Regions from separate parts of the Anser cygnoides genome. Here region 2 is linked to region 1. A link is a contact called in public Hi-C data. All regions are on one chromosome and are shown on one strand. Each heading gives the region's core, a stretch centred on a gene start, on an enhancer-like site or on the middle of the called end of the contact. The rest is flanking DNA. Distances are from core to core; before and after follow the strand shown. Region 1 holds the start of MMADHC (metabolism of cobalamin associated D). Region 2 holds the start of ARL5A (ADP ribosylation factor like GTPase 5A).

What was found. A called contact is a pair of places that touch in the nucleus more often than the background predicts.
Region 2: a Hi-C map of liver shows a contact between it and region 1, with 1.7 times the contacts expected there. The contact joins the promoter of ARL5A here to the promoter of MMADHC in region 1. A contact is called at or near these places in 2 of 7 Hi-C or Micro-C datasets (both in liver).

What each region holds. Positions count from the first base shown.
Region 1 is chr6:40,078,915-40,081,614 of Taihu_goose_T2T_genome, forward strand. It overlaps MMADHC (metabolism of cobalamin associated D), which reads right to left and starts at 1,400. Exons shown (of 7, transcript XM_048081015.2): 1 at 1,127-1,400. The coding sequence starts at 1,135.
Region 2 is chr6:40,494,928-40,497,780 of Taihu_goose_T2T_genome, forward strand. ARL5A (ADP ribosylation factor like GTPase 5A) reads right to left here and starts at 1,360. Exons shown (of 6, transcript XM_013198093.3): 1 at 1,059-1,360; 2 at 1-24. The coding sequence starts at 1,104. It overlaps LOC125185017 (a long non-coding RNA gene), which reads left to right and starts at 737. Exons shown (of 3, transcript XR_007169831.2): 1 at 737-876; 2 at 2,653-2,806.

The sequences.
Region 1 (2,700 bases), core at 150-2,649:
GGCATAATCTATTTTTTATGCTTTAAAAACAGACGGGTTACTTTCATGACACAGTTCCACACACGTAACAAAAGTAACCCATCATACACCCAAAAGGTAAAGCATAATTTAAAAGATCTTAAATCTACAAAACACACATCCCTGGAAAACGTAACCGCTCCCCGCTATAGTCAATGTGTTTTCATAAAACTTCATTTCCCAATGAGAGAAAGAAATTATTTTGAGAAACGTTTCAGTTTTTGAGAAACGGGTTCTTCCTCAAATATTGTATTCTTGATCATATAGGAGTTTACCCATATGTTTACCACTAAGTATGTAACCAAAAAGCTTATTTCCAAAAAAGTAAGAAAACTGTACTACTCACATGTTTTGATAAAGACTCTATTCAAACTGTCAGGACCTCAGCCAATAAATACCTGCTCCTTCCATACTACCTCCACACAAACATACAGTGTCTGATACATCTTACTAACATCACGACGACTCAAACACGTTAACACACAGTTAATTTACTAACATTATCAAGTTTTTACAGTTAAGGTCTTAAGCTGTCTAGGTCTAAAACAGCAGGTTTAAAAGATTTGTGTAACAAAAACAAACCCTGCTGATCCCACTTGAACCTTTCCCTTACCATGTAAAAGCACTACTGAAATAAGTTATTGTGAAACAAACGCATATATTGAAGTATACACAGATTAAAGTATACAGAAACAATTATCGATGACACATAATCACAAGAGAAACATTTTTTCCTTATCAGCAGGTTCATTTAAGGCGGAGATGTTACCACTCTTTATCGATACGTTGATTTAGCTCACTACTGCAAATATTTACATACCTGGCGTCACCCCAGTAAAAAATCCCGCTGAGACCAAAGAACATTCCCGTCTCGGTGACAAAACAAACCAGATCAGTAAAGTATGTTTTATGTTTCAGTCTGAAAGCACCCCAGTGAACTTAAAGGCTTCACCTTAACACATGATACGCTTCGGGCGCTCAGAGGGGAGAAGGATGACACTCCCGGCGACCTCTTCTTGAGAATTATTATTATTTTTTTTTTAAAGGCTGCTTTGAAGGGGGGAGGAAGACGGGGGCGCCCCCGAGCCGCCGAGGGGGGGTTGCTCACCTTGGCCATCGCCGCCGCCCGGCTGCCCCGGCCCGGCTCCCCCTGCAAGAGAAGCGAACGCAGCGGCCCTGAGGCGCCCGGCCCGGCCCCGCTCCCCCCTCGGGGCCGCCCCCCGCTGCCCTGACAGCGGCCTCCCGCGGCGACGCCCGCTCCTCCCAGGCACACGGCGGCGGGGACCGAGGGGCACCGAGGGGGACCGGAGACCGACGGGGGCCAAGAACCGCCCGGCTCCGCTCCGCTCTTCCTACAAAATGGCGGCCGCCGCCGCCCCGCGGCGCTCCCCCTCAGCCGCCTCCCCGCCCGCCGCCAGGCCCGGCGAGTTGCTCCGCCGGCACGTCGATCAGACCGCCTGGGGCCGGCGGCGGCGGGGTTTTCCTCGGGGCGGCCGCCGCCATGTTGTCCCCTCAGAGCCCGCCGCCTTTCTCTGCCTCCCGCCCGCCCGGGCTGCGGCCGCCACCAGTCTCGGGCACCCCTGGGCGCAGCGCCCTGCCGTGGGGTCCCTCACGGGAGCCGGGGGAGCCGGGGCCGGCTGCGGGGGGCGGCGCAGTGCCCGCCCGGGGCGCCAGGGGTCAGCAGCGCAGCGTGCTGCCGGCCCGTCCCCGAGCCGGGCGCTCGGAGGGCCGTGAAGTGTGGCAGGGGGAGAGGCGGTGTTACCGGGGCGAATAAACCGGGAGGCTTCCGTCTCCCCCCAGGCCATTAGGTGCCTTAAAAGTCAGAACTGGGAGCAAAAATGCCATTTCTGCTGACAAAACATGTCCTCGAAGGACGATCCGTAGCTTCCTTCAGTATCTTCAATAAACCTTCCTTCAACAGACCAAAGTTTGTGTTTATTTTTTCCCTCACTTCATCTTTATGGACTGCCTTTTCTCCCTAGTCCTAGGTTTTTGGGATATGCAGTGGCATGAGCTTGCAAGCAAGTCTTCACTTAAAATAAACTTTTACATTACAAACTGTATTTGTGCTGAGGTAATTCCCTGGGTTAAAGTCTTAATTTTTTATTTATGTACTTGCTGCTACATGAAATTAATTAACTGCAGAAGTTACGAGCACATACTGGCAGCCCCGCAGTGCAACAAGCTGTGTTTGGGGGCACGGCCTTGTTGCTCCCAGAGAAAAACAGAAATAGACAGTTAATATTTATTATTTCATGCCTACTGACTATATGTATTCTATTCAGTAGGTAAATCGCTATCCACAGAAAGTGTTGAACATAAATACGACATTAGTGTGGCTCAGTTAGGGTGCTGATCCCAAAGCCATCTCCACACACATTACAAATGCCTATGTTCCCGCTTCATTCACAGAATCAGGCTGGTTTTCTTTCACATCTTCAAAATGTTTTATACTTTCACAGCTCTATGACCTTGGTTCAAATTGGCATCCTTTCGTTTTTAAGTCTCACCTGGAACATGAAGTGTTTGTCCTCTCTGGCCTGAGATGTGTCTGTAAGAGGGATCATCTTAGGTCCTTCTTTTTCATCTTAGGTCCTTCTTTTTCATCTTTTTCATCTTTTTTTTTTTTTTTTTTTTCCCATGCTTATTCCACATCCAAACACTTTGTCCATCATACCATAT
Region 2 (2,853 bases), core at 110-2,609, 420 kb after region 1:
GACCGACAATGATTACCTTGTGCTCTGAAACAAAAATATTACGAGTAAATGACACAGTTAACCTTGCTATCACAACAACAACTGTTACAGAACAAGGTTCACGTAGCATTTTAGCCTGATCTAAGCAAGCACATACTTCGGGTGCCACGTTTCACGGCCGTACCTGGAAGTCAGTTTGTCTGTGGAGACGTACAAACCGGTGTACAAGTCTGGGAAGGCATGCCCTGGTCGCTTTTTCCTGTCTACATACCTAAAGGAGCAATTCCTGAGAGACTGCATTCACATTTTTTCCTTTCTGAACAGCTGGAGCTTTCTTGCTGGAGTTTCTGCACACGTTTGCAGACCGTAGCAGACTGTTCCGTGTCACCTCCCTGACAGCACAGCTCCCCAGAGCACAGCTCCGGCACCCGGTAAACGCTCCTGCCCAAGGCCGTGCTATTGTTACAACCAGCAACACCTTAATCTCTCTTCAAACAGTCGCTAAAAGCACAACTCTGCCGACTGGCCCTGCAAGCAGGGCGATCCGCCTGCCTCCCACAGGCCTCCTTTCCCTTCGGCAGGTTTGGAGCCTGGAAAACAGATTTGCCTGTGAATATTTCAAGCCCTCACTCACCCGGCTTAGCTGCGGATGAGCCGCCGGGTGCTACACAGAGCCACTCCGACACAAACGCGGGTGCGTTCTGGAGCTCGGCGCCGGAATCGATGCCTGTTTCTGCCCAGCACCTTCCTCCCTGCCCGTCCCCAAATCGGACTCGGTGTCGTGAAGCACGCCCACGTTTACGATTTCCAGGAGAGGCGAGCGCTGCCTGCTGCGGGCCGTGCCCCACAGCTCCTACCTGCCCGGCAGCGCGGGCCTCGATGGGACTACTCGCCCAAGTACGGGAAGGGGGCTGCGGGGAAGGGGTTTTCTCCCCCGCAGCGGTCCCGAAGGACGACAATCCGGCATTAAAGCCTGCCCAAGCGCCAGACGGGCAGAGATCGCCCCCTTATCTCCGCCAGGCGCGGCTGCCCCGCGGGGGTGCCCCGGGACGAGCCCCAGCGCCGGTAGCGCCACTCACCCTGGTGGTTGAAGAGCCGCCAGATGCGGGTGAGCAGGATCCCCATCCTCGGCCGCTCCCCGGGGCTGGGGCTGCGGCGGGGGCCGCGGGCGGGCGGCTCAGGGCCCGGCCCGGCGCTCGGCCTGGACGGGCGGGCGGGGGCCGCGCCGGGGCTGCTCGCGCTGCGCTCTGCGGGACGGCCGCGCCCCGCGCACCGACATCGCCGCCCCCCTGCCCCCGAGCCTCCCGCGGCCCGCACCGACCGGCCCGGCCCGCACCGACCGGCCCGCACCGCGCAGAGCCCCGCCGCAACGCAGCGCGGCCACCGTAGGGCGCGGGGCGGGCGCTCTGACGCGGGGGGCGGTGCCGTTAGGAAGCCTCGCCCCCCCCCCCCCCCCCGTGGCCGTTACGCGGCGCCGCCTCAGCGCCTGCCCGCCCGCTCCGCGCCCCCTCAGCGGTGCGCGGGGTGTGGGTGCCGCCTGCTGAGTCTCAGAGCCACGCATGTCGGAAAAGCTCTTCTAGATCATCTGGTCCAACCGCCCCCCTACCACCAATGTCACCCACTAAACCGTGTCCCCAAGCACCACGTCCAACAGTTCCTTGAACGCCCCCAGGGACGGTGACGCCACCACCTCCCTGGGCAACCCGTCCCAAGGCATGCCTCCTCTTTCTGAGGAGAAATGTCTCCTCATTTCCAACCTGAACCTCCCCTGGTGCAACTTGAGGCTGTTCCCTCTAGTCCTATCATAAGTTACTTGTGGGAAGAGGCCGACCCCCAGCTCCCCACACCTTCCCCTCAGGTAGCTGTAGCCAGCAATGAGGCCTCCCCTGAGCCTCCTCTGAAGGATCCATCCCACAAGGAGAGCTCGCATGGAGCCCCCTTGGGACGCAGCTGGCAGCCCCAGTCCCCCGCTGTCCAGGGGCATGCTCTCACCCTCTGGCTGCCACCTGCAGCCTGGGGCAAGCCTGCCTGGGACCCAGAAAAAAACAGAAAAAGCACTGCCCCACGTGCTCGGGGCTGCAGGTGGCAAAACCCCTCAGCCACATTTCTTTCAAGAGCCTGGGGTGCCTATAAATACATTTCTTTGCAAACCTGCTGCAGTCTCAGTGAAACATTGCCAGAGGCGGCCTGCAGAAGCTGAATCCTGCCCCTCTCTGAAGAAACTCAGCCTGAAAAGGTTTCCATAGAGCCCCCAGGAGCACAGTTTCCACAGCAGGCTGCTTTTTCTCACACAGGCTGCTTCTCACATGCATAGACAGGGAACGCGCATCCCTGCATAACAGGCGAGGCGAGACATTTGGGATGTACGCCCCCGTTGGGATGTACGCCCCCGCCTCTCACCCCTCTCCAGGAAATGACTTTGCTTGGAAAGTACAGGAGATGTAATCCACGCCGTGTTCCTCTTGTTATCTGCAAGTTGTCTGGCCACGCTCACGCTCCTCACCACCTACATTTTAACCTCAAGGCCTTTACTCTTGTAAACCGCTGTACAAATGCTTAATTTACATCCGTTGGTAATGTTTTGTCTTTCGGCAAGACTGGAGATTAGATGTAAGTTTAAGCAATGTGTATTTGCAGCACTAGTATTCATATTTGTCAAAATATTCTCTACAGAGCTTGAGATAAGTCCCGCAGCTCTTAGAGGGGCCTTTGTTTTAAACCACACCAGCGGGCCTGATAAACACACCTGCAGTTACCTGAAAAAGGAGATTTAACTTCGCTGGCTTCTCGGAAGAAACGCGTTAATGTGAAAAAAGCGAAACTGGTGGTAAGCCTGTTTTACTAAGTTGAAAACATATCTCCAGAGCTTCTCGG